Regions from separate parts of the Mus musculus genome. Here region 2 is linked to region 1. A link is a contact called in public HiChIP or PLAC-seq data. All regions are on one chromosome and are shown on one strand. Each heading gives the region's core, a stretch centred on a gene start, on an enhancer-like site or on the middle of the called end of the contact. The rest is flanking DNA. Distances are from core to core; before and after follow the strand shown.

Region 1 (5,153 bases), core at 1,956-4,455:
TTTTTTTAATGTATTATTTTTTCAACCTTGTTCTTCGTTATTGACATTCTTTCACCTACTTGGTCTAGTTAGTCTATTGGTGATGCTTCCCATTGTGTTTTTCATTTGATATCTTGATCCTTTCATTTCCAACATTTCCATTTGGCCCTCTTTCCCCCTGATATTTCCCTTTCTTTCTGAATACCTTATCCAACTTGATGACTTTTTCATTCCCATTGCTGTTTTTCTTCGCCCATGGTGGGCTCTCTCTTTCAGATTCTGAATTGGTTTCTGAACGTCACTCGTTGGTTGGTTTGTGAATTCTTATGGGGACTCCAAGTTGTAGTGCTTTGCCTGATTTTGTGCTGTAATTTGCAAGACTGTTTTATCTACGGACCTTATTGATTAGAGTACTCTAGAGGGACCATCGGTACTTCTCAGAGGGAAAACAAATTGCTTTAACAGCAACTCTAGCAAAATTAACAACAAATAGAAATGCACTTCAAACTGACTTTGAAAATGCCCGCTACTATACCACCAATGATCACGGAACTGAAAATTGCAAGAACAATGTAGACTTGTTATGAAGTTAAAAACTATTTTTGACTAAGTGCAGAAATAAGTGAATGAAACATGAAAAAGGAAAGAAGAAAAACAAAAGAAATTTAAATTTAAAAAATGAAACACACACATCCTTTAAACAATTCAATGGCTGGGCCATTTCTTAACCTCCACATGGCTAACACACTCCCCGCCAATATTCCTGAGTTATTACTTACTAAAATCTATATTCTATCTTTGTTGCCCTAGACCAGTTGCAGGGTGGGAGGAGGCTGCTCTTCCCTGGCTCGTACATGTCCGCTGTCTCTCTGTCCCGTACCTCAGGCATGGTGTCTCCTCTCCTTCCCCAGCATGGCAGCTATCTCTCTTCCTGCCCTTTCTCTGTCCTTTGCCCAGGAATTCTAAAGTCCCGCCTCTGTTCCCTGCCCCGCCATTGGCTGCGGGCAACTTTATTTACCAATCAAAACTAACTGAGGGAGCAGCGTCCCTCAAGTGTCTTAAGTGCAGGCATGCGGATTCTCATGCAATTTGGAGAGACAAATTAACATAATACAAGCAGCATTATACCAAATCTACAATAGTTGGCTCCAGAGGTTTATCTGCCCCCTGACCTTAGAGTCTAGGCTAGCCGCCTCCAAAGCTATTCAGGTAGTACCACTAGTTACACTGTGTGTTGTGTCCCTCTGAACACTTCATAGGATGGGCAAGAATTCTATTATTACCCACACTTTGGGGTTGGCACATGTATTGGCTAGTTTTGTGACAACTTGACACTGCTGGAGTTGTCACAGAGAAAGCTTCAGTTGAGGAAATGCCTTCATGAGATCCAACTGTAAGGCATTTTCTCAATTACTGATCAAGGGTGAAAGGCCCCTTGTGGGTGGGACCATCTCTGGGCTGGTAGTCTTGGTTTTATAAGAGAGCAGGCTAAGCAAGCCAGGGAAACAAGCCAGTAAAGAACATCTCTCCATGGCCTCTGCTCAGCTTCTGCTTCCTGACCTGCTTGAATTCCAGTCCTGACTTCCTTGGTGATGAACAGCAGTATGGAAGTGTAAGCCAAATAAACCCTTTCCTCCCCAACTTGCTTCTTAGTCACGATGTTTGTGCAGGAATAGAAACCCTGACTAAGATAAATTGGTACCAGCATAGTGGGGTATTCCTGTGACAACTTGACCATGTTTTGGGAAGGACTGTGGAAGGACTTTGGGCCAGAAGATCCATTCAGTGTTAAGAACTCTGTCAGATGTTGTGTAGGAGCTTGGAAGATAACGTTGAGAACAGTGCAGAAAATGGAGGCCTGGCTTGTGAAATTTCAGAGGGAAAATTAAAGACTTTTTTCAGGGCCATTGCTAGTTTGATTGTGAAGATTCTGTGGTTCTGGTTAGCTGGGGCTGAAGAATCAGCTGTGATTAACAAGATACCAGAACTACTAAAGTGAAACCTTTGCATTACTGGGACTATTGATGCTGGTTAGCTGGAGCTAAGAAATTAGCGGTGATTAAGAAGAGACCAGCATCATTGAGGTGACATCTTCTGGGAAGTGTTTTCTGAAAGCACAAAGAGGCTGTGTTCCAGAGTTAGCCAAAGTCGTACCTCATGCTGCAGCAGGACTTGGTAATGTGTAAGAGTCACCCAGGTGGTACTGGTTTTGAAGGCATGAAGGGGTCATGCAGAGCAGCTCAGGCTCGGCACTGTGAGAGGCCATGGAAGGCCATTGGTGAAGGTGCAGCCTCAGTTGCAATTGATGGCCCAGGACTGAAGGGGTCATGCAGTGGTTAGGAGATTCAAGTATCATGAGATGACCACCAAGAACAGCAGAAGCAGTGGAGTACAGGCAGCTGGAGCCTAGAAGACAAGGTGTGTGCTACAAAGGACAGGGCTGGAGAAGTGACCCAAGCCCTTGGAGGAGTCCAGAAGATCGTGAGTGGATCCCAGACATTGGACAGTTTGAGTTTGATTTCACTTTTGATTGTGACTGTGCCCTGATGTTTTTCCCTCTTGAAGGAAGTATTTGAGTGGAGCCTGCAGTTGAGAGACTTTTAATTGTAAAAAGACTTTGGATTTTAAAAGATAATGGATATTCTAAAAGCATTGAGCTTTTAATAAGTAAAGACTGTGGTACTTTTAAAGTTATTTAAGATCTTGGGGATGAATAAGAACTAAGGGTTGAGGCTTACTAGTGATGTATTTGTGTGTCAAGTTGACAAGGGGTCAATTGTACTGGCTAGTTTTGTGTCAACTTGACACAGCTGGAGTTATCACAGAGAAAGGAGCTTCAGTTGGAGAGATGCCTCCATGAGATCCAACTGTAAGGCATTTTCTCAATTAGTGAGCAAGGGGGAAAGGCCCCTTGTGGGTGGGACCATCTCTGGGCTGGTAGTCTTGGTTCTATAAGAGAGTAGGCTGAGCAAGCCAGGAGAAGCAAGCCAGTAAGGAACATCCCTCCATGGCCTCTGCATCAGCTCCTGCTTCCTCACCTGCTTGAGTTCCAGTCCTGACTTCCTTGGTGATGAACAGCAGTATGGAAGTGTAAGCCGAATAAACCCTTTCCTCCCCATCTTGCTTCTTGGTCATGCTGTTTGTGCAGGAATAGAAACCCTGACTATGACAGCACATCAGCATCTGGCATTCTCAGTTTCTCCACTTCCTACTTGCGGCTTCTGTCCCCTGAGGCAGCGTCAGATTGACTAAGTGTTCCTTGTTCCACCTTGCCCCTTCTTTCTTAGGCTCCTATTAAAATACTTTTTTTTTCTTTTTCTTTTTTTTTATTTATCCACAGGTGCTGACTTCATTGTCTTACCAAACTCACAACTGGGTTAGAGGCTTGTTAGAGCTGTGTGCTGGTCCTGTGTACATGACCAGCTCTCACCACCCGCAGGCCTGGCTTGCCTTTTGAGTAAGCCTTCTATTTTCCTTTCCAGTGCTGGGGAGAGTTTGGCTGGAGCTGCTGCGTTTGGTCTCTTTGTTTCATTGTTATGTTCTATTTCTCCACCTTCAGCTATCCTACCCGCGCTGTTTGTGAGTTAAGAAGCTTTCCCTCTTTTTCTGTCTCTGCGGAGTCTGTTCTGTGTCACCTGCACTCCTCTTCTTCATTGCATCACACAGAGACAGTGTCTAACCCACCCTCTCACACAAGAAAATAGGAAGTGGTTTTTATTAACTTCCAAAGTAGATATGAAACTATCAATTAAACGATGGTTTATTGTGGAACTAAGTGATGGGGTAAAAGTAAGTCAACAAGCCAGAGAGGTTGTTCTATGTTGGGTTTTTTGTTTTGCTTTTTGCATTTTTTAAAAATCTGAATATGGTGATATTCAGGAGTGGGCCTGAGTCCCTTGCAAAATGCATGTTTTCCCAACTTCCACTTTAGGGAAGAGTAGAACTTAGCTGAAAATTAGTGGTGGCTGGGACATGCCATACTACACAGAGAAGCACCCAGTGCAAGCCTCTAGGCTGTTTCCCTGGAGAAAGATGATTAGGGTCATTTTAACCTATTCGTACCATTATGTAAAGAGACAGTTCTGCCTACATTAAAACTATAAAATGCATTTTGGGAGTTGTTATTGTGAAACACCATAGTAGAAGAATTGATTCTAAAGGTATGCTATTTGACAACTTTGTACAAATTTTAACCGAATATTATAAAGTTACATTATATTTATTAGTTAAAAAGAAAATCTGGTGTTTAAATATTCCCTTTAAAATAGCTATCAGCTTTCTAGACAATTAGCTGCCTAACAGCTGTTTCCAAAAATACACTAACAGGAAGTAATAGTTCCATGGAATTAAGGACTTAGCAACTGCTTCTAATGATCCTGTTACACCCAAGGAGCAAGGAGAGTGTTGAGAACACTTAAATTAGGGGAAAATGGGCATCATTTTAAAAGTTCAAAGCTCTGATCAGTCTTGAAAACATGGATAAGAACTGATTAAGAGACTTAGGACAGAAAAAGATGTCTGAAATGATTAAGACTTCAGTTAACTTTGGAGATGTTTTGTCTCTTTAACTTCAATCCTGCTTGCCACTTAGCAAGTGTTTGCTGTTTTCATCAGCGGCCAGCCTTTCAGTTAGAGGAGTAAATGCATTTTCCCACAGACAGTATTGGGGTGTTACATGTTTGCATAACACGGGATAGACCGGATTCTCTTCATACACTGAACATTGAACTCTGATCAATGATTACATGGAGTTTTGTTTTGACTGTACACCTTAAGCAATTACTTCTCTCTCCATTTCTTAATAATATAGCCTTACTGTCCTTTCAAATAGAAAAAAAAAATTGAGACCTAGTAGAACTGACTCCAAGACCCTTGAGTCTATAGACACACTCATGAATAGGATACCCAAAAGTCTTTGCAACCCCATTCAAATTCACATTTCAAGTTAGGTTCTTGAGAAAGCCATATGGCTTGGCCAAAAGTAATTTGTCTGGACTCTAAATAAGTGGTGGCTTCCACTAAAGGAGATGCTGCAGTCTCTCCAAAAGGACTTCAGGGTACCAAGAAAGAGACACTGGGGGAGGCCTCTCTTCCACTGTGACTAAATCATCTTTTCACAAACATCTGGGATGGTTATTGTTTGTCACTGTGGGCACTTGAGAAATGCTCTCTGA
Region 2 (5,153 bases), core at 1,040-3,539, 240 kb after region 1:
GCCACAATTTAACCTTTACAAGTAAAAGAGGCAGAAAAAGCAGTCAGGGGAAGACAATGTGAGCAGGCTTGGATCTGGAAGGCAAGGCCACACAGAACAGGAATGTGGGCAGTCTCTAGAAGCTGAAGAGGCCAGGAAGCAGATTCTCTCCAGGGACAACCTAACTCCAGTGAGACCCAGTACAGACTGGACTTCGAAAACCATTAGATTATAACCTGGTATCCTTTTAAACTACCATACTCATAGCAATTTGTTAGAGAAGCAAAAGGAAATTAAGATGGTAGTGTTAGGAAAAGGAAGAGTTAATATAAAGAGAAAACATGTTTGACTCAGGGCTGCTCAGACCTGGGGTTCTGGAATACAAGGGCATGAGGGCCCTAGGGAAGCAGGACCAGGACTCCAGCGTGTCAGCTCCAGCGTGGAGGGCACACACCAGGATCTGACTTTTGTTATTTCTCACTGTATTCTCTCCCACTTAACATATGTTATACACCAAATAAACTTGGTTGTTTTGATGTCGATCTGGAAGCATAGAAGCATCCCAATGGGCAGACAGACATTGGAAGAGGCCATAAATAAACAAGATGGTAAAGTGCTAATTTCTTCACCTATCACAGGCATTTTTACCTGCCCAGGCATACCCAAGGTCAACCCTGGATGTATCTCAGCTTGCATGAAGTTGTGGGCCTACCAGCTATCTTTTCTTTGTTTAAGATGATCAGTCTGAAATCTGCCTCATTTGCTTAAATCAGCCCTCTGGAATAAGGTGGTAGAGGGAGATATTAGTTTCCAATCCCTCTCCTGCTCGCCTGGGGAGTCTGCCTGCATGAGCACCTGTTGTGTTTCTTCAGTTTTAGTGAAATCCATTGCATACTGTGCCTAAGATTCTTCCTGATCAAGAATTGCAGAGGGATACAAGTCTGTTATAACAGGGCCTATCTCGTGCTTCCAGTGCTTCTGTGTTTGTCAGGTGGAACACAGTCTGACTGAATGTTAGTGAGCCAGCATCCGATCTAGACTTTCTTTAAAGCCAACAATTCTCTATCCTGCCATACGACTTAAACAAATATTTATAGTGTACTTTATCAAAAGATACTTCGGCTATCAAAGGATAGCTTAACAAGCTCAGTAGAAAATGTATTTTTTACAGTGTAAATAAGTAAGTTTCATTATAACTATATCCATACACGCAATGGAGAACTTTCTAGTCAGAGAAACTAAGTATTTATTATCTAGTTCCTAATTAGGCTTTCAATATCAGTGGAGAGTTTTCAGTGGTTTGATATGTTTTGTTTTTCAAAAGAATTACCTAACACATAGCTTTTATTCCATTAAAATCCCTTAAATGGAACAGTGAGAAGGAGGAGGAGAAGGAAAAGGAGAAGGGGGAGGAGGAGAAGGAAAAGGAGGGGGAGGAGGATGAAGAGGAGGAGGAGGGGAGGAGGAGGAGGAGAAAGGAGAAGGAGAAGGAGAAGGAGAAGGAGAAGGAGAAGGAGAAGGAGAAGGAGAAGGAGAAGGAGAAGGAGAAGGAGCAGGAGAAGGAGAAGGAGAAGGAGAAGGAGAAGGAGAAGGAGAAGGAGAAGGAGAAGGAGAAGGAGAAATCTGTGATGATAAGGCAGACCCGTAAAACTGGTGGTCATCATCATCTTGCATCTTGGTGAGGGCTCGGAGTTGTGATGCCTTCCATAGAGAAAGAAATAAATGATTAAACCGTACCTTGAAGGATAATTAGGTATCGTTCAAGTAAAAAAGAAGAGGTGAACAAGAAGTACACAGAGGCCATAAGGTAAGGAGGGGACACTGGTAACAGATGTTAGCTGAGTCATAACCTCAGGGCAGGGCTGACTCAGCCACAGAAAACTCAGGCTCAGAATGTGAAAGGTGAGGAGTTCAGAACATGGCGAAAACCATCTCTTTAGACTTCTTAAAATCATTTGACTCAAATCAGGAATTCTATAAAGTCATTAATTCATCTAAAAGGCATTAATTCATGAAAGTTCATCTTCATGTCAATCTGCAGCTGAGCAAGACACCGAGCTGTCTCCAGGGTGCTCTTGCCCACTGTAGCTCTTCCTGCCTGGTGTCCAACAGTCTAGAACTTGGTGCTCAATTGCTTAGGAAAAACAAAGGAGGGGGTTTTGTGTCTGAATTCTATGAAAGGAGTAGTGTTATGACAGGAAAGTGGGGCTGGAGCCTAGACCAGAACACTAACATGTAAAAGGACCTAGCTGACAGGAAGACCCAAGCCCCTCCTCACCGGGGCTTCACGCAGCTAATAGAGTATGCACAATTCAAACACGACACACCACAACCTCAAGAGCAGGTGTGCTTATAAACACCCTATAAGAAGTTCACACAGTGTATGGCCCACTTCCTGAGCACGTGTTCTTCCGTTGGCTCACTAGCCTACTTCTGTCTCCGAAGGCTTGTCCTTTTCTTAATAAACCATCTCTATGTGGCTATGATGTGTCTCTAGTCCAGTTCTTTATTGCAGCACACACAAATCCAAATATTTCAGCAAATTCATTTTGCCTGTTGCCTAGGGACTCAGATCCCCATCTACCCATGGCCACTGAGATAGAAGCCTGGATGTGTCAGTCAAACCATGAGTAGTAGATACCCTGAAAGGCTCTTTACTATTAAATTTATCCAAGCTAATCCATTTCAAAATAAGACATTGAACAATGCTAGTGAGTGAGTTCTTCAGAGAAAGCATGAGAAAAGAAAACAGTAATAGACCATGGTAGCAGTGGGTGTTAAACTCATGAAGAAAAAGAGACAGAACGTGAGCTTGAGCCTGGTTGGGGTATAGCTTGGTAGTAGAGCACTTGCCTACCATGGGTTTCAATCCCCAGAAAAGATGAGCTTACAGAGGATTCTGAAATTTAGGCAGAGATATGCGTGAGGAACAGAGAGAACTCTCTAAACCTACATAATCCCCTGAAGTCACTCAATTAAAAACCAAGTTATTATATTGGATTATCTAAAAGTAAAAATCCACTTACATTTAATCTTCAGAAATAACTCACTCATTATGCATTCAAGTCTCCACAGAGGGATTTGCAAGCCAAGGACAGTGGCCCAGAAAAGCAAAACCTACCTCTTTCCTATTACAAGTGCACACTCACAAATCTGCAAGAGTTTGCAAAGGCAGCTTTGAACACCTCTTTCAACACCCAGCTTAAAAGTATTCTGTAATATGGTCAATTAAAAGCTGCTTCTCTCTGAAGAATGGCAGGACTCCCAGCTCTGTGTGTGGAAACCCCGGCTCTGTGCTACAGTTGTTGTTGTTGTTGTTGATGTTGTTGTTGTTGTTGTTGTTGTAAACTACATAAGGCATGATTGCCCCGCCACCACACACTTAGGTTATCAAAGCTTGTCATGGTACCTGTTACAAAGCATGAGTGGGTGCTTAACTTTTTTCAGCCTAATTTGTTAACTCATCACTCAATAAATAGCTGATAGATGATGAAACACCTCTAGAGTATGTGACACACTAAGATAAATTCAACAGGAACAGATATGCATGAGCCCCACCCTCAAGGAATTCCCAGGCTATTAGCAAGGGCTGCAATCAGAACACAGTTAGAGCAAATATTCGTGTACTTGCAATTCACAGTTCAAAGGTCAGGTGCTGTGTTCTATTTACCTAATAAGGCATTTGCCCAGCCTTGGAGGCTCAGGAAGCTTGAGGAAGTGATGTTTTGGACTTTGATCTGAAGAAAGAATGGCAGTTAAATAAGTAAGGAGGGTAGAGACTCATTCCTGGTAGGCAGTCCCACACCTGCAGTACTCTTAGGGTAGGCCAGGAGTGAGAAGGCCTGGTTCCTTTCCTACAGCTGGTGGGCCTCCAAGGAAGAACACCAAGGTCATTACTTCCCCACTCTTTTACGAGAGTATTATCACTATTAGTTGGCGCATGCCACTGCAGTAAAACTGTCTAAAGTGGGATTTTTTTTTTAATTAAATCATTTCTACTTGAAGCTAATACTAACTAAGTCTCTTAGTGATGGAAGAGACAGAGTCCAAACTGGCCATCTCTTGTCACCAACTGAAGCTTCTAATACCAGGACTGGGTTGCTTTCAATTGAGTTGTTGGCCAAGAGGTCCCATGGAGATCCCTAAACAACCCAGGCTGTTGCTAAGACAAACTCTCCTCAAACATCCAGGCCCCATTGCTGAGAACCACACCCATACAACTCATTAAACATGGAGAAGTTGAGCTGGGCTCTACATGGATTCACATCTACTCCCTTTGGTGAGAAGAATCTTTGGTGTGGGAAGATACTCTGCAGGTCATCAAAAGAGAAACTTAAATACCAACCTGTCCATAAAACTTTTGATCTCCAGTCTATCCTATCTGAAAAACATTCTGGGACAATGGTGACATAGAACGTGTGGAAGTAGCCAAACAATGTCTGATTGACTTAAGGCTTGATCCCTGAGACAGAACCCATACCCAAACACTACTGGTCTTTAAAAAAAGAAGAAAAAACTATCATTAAAATTACTCCTTATGATATTGTGCTAAACTCATAAATCAGAGTCTTATCCAGTCAGCATCAGAGAGGCTTCCTCTGAGGGCAGATAGGAACAGATGCAGAGACCCACAGCCAGACATTGGGCAGAGAGAGACCTTGAACATCCAGCTCTCAATGGGAAGTTTTAGTCAAATCCCTTCCCTCACAGCTCAGAGAACCCCACAGAAGGGGAGGTGGAGAGTGTAAGAAACTGAGGGTACCGAGGTCCTGCCTGAGTGTGAGGGTCCTGAGGAAGGAAAGAATGGGAACAGAGCTGATGCAGTAATGACTCAGAGTCAGTAATAGACACACACTGCTAGTTCAGGTCCTCTCCTGTCCCTGATGATTCTCAGTATTCGTTATTTAATTTCAGTTTAAGCTTAAGGGTAAATAAACATAGAAAGTCTGAACCCAGTCTTGTGTTTACTAAAGCTACATCATCAAGGCTTTGATCACTGTTAATAATTATCGAGAACTCATAGATTTACATAAGCTCTATGAGTCCCGGATCAATAATCCCAGCCCCCTGTTTCCTTAGAGCAGAACCAAGCACAAAACAAAAGCACATTTAGCCTTCCACAGCCTGTTTTTATGGACATCTGGGCACAGCTCTTCCAGTTTTCTGGTACAGCA

What was found. HiChIP or PLAC-seq counts read pairs in DNA pulled down with a chosen protein or histone mark.
Region 2: an H3K27ac HiChIP or PLAC-seq map of embryonic stem cells shows a contact between it and region 1, with 2.5 times the contacts expected there. The contact joins two enhancer-like sites. A contact is called at or near these places in 5 of 15 datasets of contacts at CTCF or cohesin (embryonic stem cells, large pre-B cells, liver and 1 more), 77 of 484 Hi-C or Micro-C datasets (the AtT-20 cell line, B cells, CD4 T cells and 31 more), 6 of 115 datasets of contacts at active chromatin or transcription factors (astrocytes, bone marrow-derived dendritic cells, embryonic basal ganglia and 2 more) and 3 of 9 other capture datasets (adipose tissue, embryonic stem cells and liver).

What each region holds. Positions count from the first base shown.
Region 1 is chr10:19,288,031-19,293,183 of GRCm38.p6, forward strand. No RefSeq gene overlaps it. Among named protein-coding and RNA genes, the nearest start is that of Gm40607, 47 kb to the left of the region's middle. Within about 2 kb of position 3,206, at least 14 of the 459 cell types and tissues checked have an H3K27ac peak or open chromatin away from gene starts, as enhancers often do.
Region 2 is chr10:19,528,007-19,533,159 of GRCm38.p6, forward strand. No RefSeq gene overlaps it. Among named protein-coding and RNA genes, the nearest start is that of Gm33104, 44 kb to the left of the region's middle. Within about 2 kb of position 2,290, at least 62 of the 459 cell types and tissues checked have an H3K27ac peak or open chromatin away from gene starts, as enhancers often do.